Linked DNA regions of Arachis hypogaea: region 1 is linked to region 2. The links are chromatin contacts, called in public Hi-C maps. All regions are on one chromosome and are shown on one strand. The core of a region is the stretch at or near the end of the contact, and the rest is flanking DNA. Distances in the headings are between cores, read along the strand shown. Region 1 holds the start of LOC112696701 (replication protein A 14 kDa subunit B). Region 2 holds the start of LOC112696699 (signal recognition particle subunit SRP54, chloroplastic).

What was found. Hi-C and Micro-C count contacts between places; a contact is called where the count stands out from the background.
Region 1: a contact with region 2 is called in a Hi-C map of leaf, with 2.5 times the contacts expected there. The contact joins the promoter of LOC112696701 here to the promoter of LOC112696699 in region 2. A contact is called at or near these places in 2 of 8 Hi-C or Micro-C datasets (both in leaf).

The regions. Positions count from the first base shown.
Region 1 is chr6:72,869,183-72,872,497 of arahy.Tifrunner.gnm2.J5K5, reverse strand. It overlaps LOC112696701 (replication protein A 14 kDa subunit B), which reads right to left and starts at 1,924. Exons shown (of 3, transcript XM_025749535.3): 1 at 1,747-1,924.
Region 2 is chr6:72,611,074-72,614,188 of arahy.Tifrunner.gnm2.J5K5, reverse strand. It overlaps LOC112696699 (signal recognition particle subunit SRP54, chloroplastic), which reads right to left and starts at 1,443. Exons shown (of 15, transcript XM_025749529.3): 1 at 903-1,443; 2 at 651-783; 3 at 269-336; 4 at 81-182. The coding sequence starts at 1,103. It overlaps LOC112696700 (rho GTPase-activating protein 4), which reads right to left. Exons shown (of 5, transcript XM_025749533.3): 5 at 1,671-2,688. The coding sequence ends at 2,053.

The DNA of each region.
Region 1 (3,315 bases), core at 675-3,174, 260 kb before region 2:
AGAAAAACGTATGCATAAACTACTATTTCTAACTATGAAAGATTCAAGTGCTGAAAAAACCAACCATAAAAGAACCAAACACACAATCATCAACACCACCATCTGCATCAAACTAACCCCCAACCAACACCACCATTACCAATAGCAACCACCCTTGGCGCTAACCCTCTTCTTCCTTTCTCTCTAGCTATCTCTCTTCCTCTTCTCTCTATTGCATCTCTACCCAACCACCACCACCACCATCAACAATAGTTTTATATTGAAAGTAGTGAAAGCAAATAGCAGCAAAGAGACAACACTCACTGCATGCCGGTACATTGCATCAAACAAAAATAACCTTCTCAAGTTAACAAACAAGGAAGATTGTTACTTTTGCAGTCACCAACTCACCATAGCTATCACTGCCATAACTCATCATCAACAGGGGGAAAGATGCAAATAGATTTTCCTCTTCACTTCTTTCACTCAATTTAAATTTTCTTTCCAATAAAGGTTACACAATGGTTCTGATATCCAAATGAATCCATTAAAAAGGGGAAATAATCTCAACATCATTTATGGAAAGTCTACAATCATGGATTGCATTGGATTATACTGATGATACATAAACTCAGCATAAAGAAATGTAACCAATAAATCGAATCAATAGCTTTGCCAATGTTTGAATTCCATCTCAGACTACACAATAAAAATTATTATCATCATTTACAGCTTTAAAAATAGCTCTTTATTGAGCGGAGGAGATGCGATAAAGCAAGGAGGAAGAGGGTTGAGGCCGGTGGTTGCTATTGTTGATGGTGGTGGTTGTTGGGGGTTATGAGTTTGATTGGAGAGGGGGGTGTTGATGATGGTGATAGTGGGAGGGCTGTGGAGGCGGAGAAAAGAGAATGGGTATGTGGCTGGTAGTGGTAGTAATGTTAACCGGGAGTTAAAACCCGGTTAACATTTTGATTACTTTCTTCTATTAGTTTCTTTCTTTTATGGGTAGTTTTGTGAGCATTTGAATCTTTTATGATTAGAAATAGTAATTTACTGAATAATTATTTAAAAACTTTATTAAAGAAAAACAAGCTATATAGCATGAATATACTAATACTGTCTTGTTTATTTTATCTTACAACCAAATGAAACAGATGATTTTTCATCACAAAAATGCTATCTTATAAACCCTAGCTCAAACTCAAGTACCCTTCAATTATGTAAAACTAATTTCGAAACTAAACTATCTCTTAGAGTGTAAGGTAGTTAGCACTAGAGAAGCATATTTGGATACAATTCTTATAAGGGAGAGAACACCAGCTTTAGACTCGAGAAAATTTGTAATTATACAAGAATCACAAACTATAGTAAAGTGTTTTGATTTAAAAAAATAAGCTAGTTAGTTACGGATTATACTATTGTTGTTCAATATCACTAAAAAGAACTAAATAGCAAGAGATGCAGCAAAAGATACAATCTATATTGATTATTTACATAGCATATAGGTTTCTCAGTACGAAAATTGGGGATAGGTGAGCTTAGCAACACTAATTATAGAAATTAATAGCACCGCAAATGAACTGATCCATAAGGAATTGAGATTTTGCGGTTATTTTGAGAATGCAAACAGGATACGATTATTTAATCGAGAATTCGTAAACGCGGGAAAATAGAGTTGAGCTTAATAATGCGGATTTACAAAATTATTTAGAATTTAGTGTAAGGTTACAGAAGAATGCGAAGAGAGAATTGAACAGAAAAAGTTACCTTGCGTGAATGGCTTGGTTGCTGCAAAACAGAGCGGAACGCAAAAATGAGAAGAAGAAGAAGAAGAATAGAATAGGGAGCGCGGGTTCATCAATCTTTCTTTGGGCCTAACATGGGCTCGGTATTATATACACTTCCCATTCCCATTAAGAAAATCATGTCCAAAATAAAAAACACTAAAAATATTTTATAATAATGAATTTCTTTTATTAGCATATCAAAATTAATATATTATTAATAAATGTCCAATATTTAAGTTTAATGAGGGCAAACACCACAATCTATATTTGCAGGTATCTAATCCGGTCATACCGGCGACCCAACACATAACAAATAAGGTCGAATTTGGATACCAAACAAACCCTACTCATCTAGCCTACATAGTTTTTTTTTACTTTCTAAATGTATTTATTTTTTATTTTATATTTTTTATTTATTATTAAAATAAATAAATAATTTTAAATATAATAAATATATAATTATAAATATTGAGTTAAATAGAATAACTTTGTGTTATTAGCATTATTCTTCTTTTAAACTATTAATTATTCTAAAAATTAAATAAATATAATCATATGTGACAAAGAAAAACATATAATTAAAGAAGAAACAATAATAATAATAAAAAATTATATATTTAATGCATTAAATATATAATTTTAAATATATAATTATGATGAAATGAATAAAAATTTGAATAATTTTTGTCTTTTACGCAAATACTTAGTACTACTAAACTACTAATTTAATTTACTAACTATACATAAATAATATTTAATATTTTGAAATATGAAAAGACTAAATATTTTGTTTGAATAAAAAAAATTTATTTTCCAATATGGTCGAATAAGACCGGATTGAGGAATTTAGATGGTGGATATGATTAAATTTGAATTAAAACCTTACTCTGATATATATCCATTGTCATTCTCTTCTTTTTTTTTCATGATAATTTTTAATTCAACAGGTTAAAGACTAATCTGTTGTGAATCTAAGTTTCATATAAAAATTTATCATTAGTCAATAAATTAATACATACATAAAACAAAATTTAATCTTCTAATATTTATTTAAAACTTGCTCAAGCACACTAAATTGCCACCCTTAAATTTGGACATAATTTAGGTCTTAACTAACCATCGCCAAGAGTTTTTGGCACAATTTAACCTTAAATTAACTAACTTTTGGCGCTCAGGACAGTAAATATCTCTTTTATTGCATTTTTGTAATTACATGAGTTAATATTTAAAATGACCTCTAAAATTTGAAGACAGACTTAATTTAACCTTCGAAATTTCAATTGACTCAATTTGAACCCCCAAATTTAAATAAGTGACTCACGTTAGTCTTTCTGTTAATCTCCGTTAGCGTTCAAATAAGCGTGCCATTAACAAAGATTAACAGAAGGACTAACGTGAGTCACTTATTTAAATTTGGAAGTTCAAATTAAGTCAATTGAAATTTTGAGGATCAAATTAAGTCTGTCTTTAAATTTTAGAAATCATTTTGAATATTAACTTCAATTACGTGGATACTTTTTTAGAAAGCAACTAGTTTAATTTTTATTAC
Region 2 (3,115 bases), core at 194-2,693:
TGATTTAAACTTTGAAAAATTGCTAGTAATCCTAGACTTTCTCTTGGCACGAGTTTCCAATCATAAATAAATAATTTTACCTTAACCAATTGCTGATCTGGTCTCACTCCTCGAATGAGGCCAACACCCACAGCCTGATCTGTGACAGCTTGCACAAACCTTCTTACAACAGGAAGACTAACCTGCCAACAACAAAACTCACCTTACCTAATAAACACCATTTGCACAAAGGATCATGTAAAGTACCAAACTCTCAAAAGCATCTTACATCTGCTTCCAAAAGAGCTCTCCTGATATCACGCATAGGCTCCACAATATTCTCTTTTGTTAAAACCTCTGCACACCACAACCAAACACACCCCAATGAACGAAATCCATAACACAATTGATTAACTCATTAAACACTCCACAAACCGTTGTGGGGCCCTAAATAACATGTGAACTATGATAAACAAATACTTTGTTTTTGCTCATCTATATGGTATGGTATGGGTATCTACATAAAATATTGCTCTACCTAAACTACTTAACTTTGTGACCATTTTTTTCCATAAAATTTTCCGCTATCGTATTTTGTATGTGCAACATAGTATGCAAGCAACGAATATCTAATAACCCTTGAGAAACAAAAATGGAAAGTGAGAACCAACCTTCCCCTTTGAGTTTGCTCCACGCAGCCTCAAGGCCACTGGTCAATTGCCCAAACATCTCAGCCCTCACCACTCCGCGCATGTCCCTTCTCACAGTAACGCTTTTGGAGTTCACCCAACTCCATATCTCATTCTGCAAGTGACCCATTTGGCCAAATCAATCACAAGCGAATTCTCTTTTAGCTGAATGCTATGAAAGTTTCAAACTTGCTTCGAAATACTCGGAGATTAATTGCTGTTTCTGGAACTTACCGTGAACAAGTTTCGGGTGGAAAAGGAAGTAGTGGGTGTGGTTGAACCAATCCAAGGAGAGCATAGCGTATTTGGTTTGACAGAAGAAGAAGAAGAAGAAGAAGAAGAAGAAGAAGAAGAAGTGTACAAGGTTCGGTTGTGAGAGAAGGAAGAAGTGGAGAAATGGCAGGAGGCAACAGCAGACAAGTGTACTGCCTCCATGTTTGTTCACTGCAGAAGGCAGAAGCTGAGAGGCTCAACCTGGTGCCTGCTAGTGCTAGTTGCTATTTCTCTCTCTATCTTGTTTATCCACAACGATCTTTTTCTTCATTCTCTCTCTACGTGGTTTCTTTTCTTACTTCTTGGCTTAGTTCAACTCCCGTGCCATGCACGAGATGACCTTATCACTCTGGGAATGAAATCCCTATTTTTCTAATATATTTGAGAATATGGGGCACTATTATTATTCCAAATAGTTTTTTATATCTCCATTACATATTCTTATTATGAAATCGCGATCACTATCTATTTATCTTGTGAAGAGAAACGTTTGAAGATACACACCAATCAGATTTGGGAAAATTCTTGCTTAAATGAATTCTACATTGTGACACTTATTTTTACGATGCAATTGGCTGCATTCGTTGATTATGATTTTTTGGCTCCTTATTCTCGTAATCTCGTTTACATTCTTACCCAACGTTTTTATCCCAATATTTCAAGATTGTCAGGTAATAGTATCATTATCCTAAGAGGATAAGCATGGCTCCAAAGTAAGAACATGCAGTCTTTTAGTGATCAATAGTAATGAATTGGTCCAAATGAGGAGCATGTAGCAATTCAGAATTCGTTAAACTCTATACTTGAGAGAGGAGAGAAAAAATAGTGTGTTAGAACTCTGCTTGGTTAATGAAATAGAATGAACAAACATGGCTAAGAACCTCACCCAAAAACAATAACAGGAAAAACACTACAGTTCCAAACGTAGAAAAACACACACAGACCTCTTTACAAGTGGTTATCCCATCCACCCTCTAATCTCTTCACCGAAGGAATTTATGTGAGTACTCCAACAATGCGAATGCTCTCAATTATCCTTGGGAGTACTATTTATCTTCTGCTATCTGTTCCACAGGCAGCAAATCAAGAAAATCAAATGGCATTCAATGGCTCAACGCCAAGCTTCGGCCAACTCCGTTCTTGAATTTATACGGCCAATAATTGAGGTTCCAAGGTTCTTCTCTGTGGATCCTGCTGCTGGAAGGTCAATCAACTTAGAAGTATTCAGTTGAAGGCTTTTGCTCTTGCAGATATTTGATTGATCCTCCTTACACTCAGCAGAAGCAAGGTTGTTAGAGTCCTGAAGTCCGATTGCCATAGAACAAAGCTGCGAGACGAGATTGCACGGACAAGTATCAACTAGCAACCTATTTTCTCTAGAAATGAAATTTTCAGTGGATGTCGTCAAAATTTTGGATCCGCCTTCAGTTTCACAGCTGTCTAAAATTTTGGATCCACTTTCAGTTTCACAGCTGTCTTCTGTACCATGACTAGGGCTTTGTTGAGAAGGTTCTTCAGTAACAAATTCTTTATCCTCTTCATTACAATCCTTTTCACTTTCACTGTCATCTTTTAGGATCAGTTGTGAAGTGCTGTGGTGCCCATCGTCATCAAAAGAATTTAGGTTGGAAACAGGATTGGAATTTACCATAGACTCCTCTCTATCTCTCAGTGTCTTCACGACAAGTGTCTTGAGGAAATTCATGACTTGTACTGCATACATCAAAGCAGTCAAAGGATCTGCCATCTGAAATAGACAATGCAGAAATGTAATTCTAGCATCAAATTCATAAACTCAGACTAGTACTATAGTTTTACATATCATACTGCAAACAAGGAAAGCCAGATGCACAAACATCCGCATAGGGCTCGGGAAAATGCTGCACCCAAGAGAGTAATATGCAGACAACATACGATAGCCAATCAGAAAAGCGGTTATGGTAGAATAGATCAACCGGATTCTTTGACTGATGCTATACATTTTTGTACGAAGTGCTATATATAAAGAAAATTACAATTTTACTAACTTAAAATACACTTTTCAAGTTTGAACACAGTATGTCAGCCCTAGGAAACACTAATCATCTAAAGGGCTGTGCTTAGGATGATTATGTTCGCTATTTTAAAGTTTCAACTACATAACACTGGTTACTTCCATAGAAGACAGATAACAA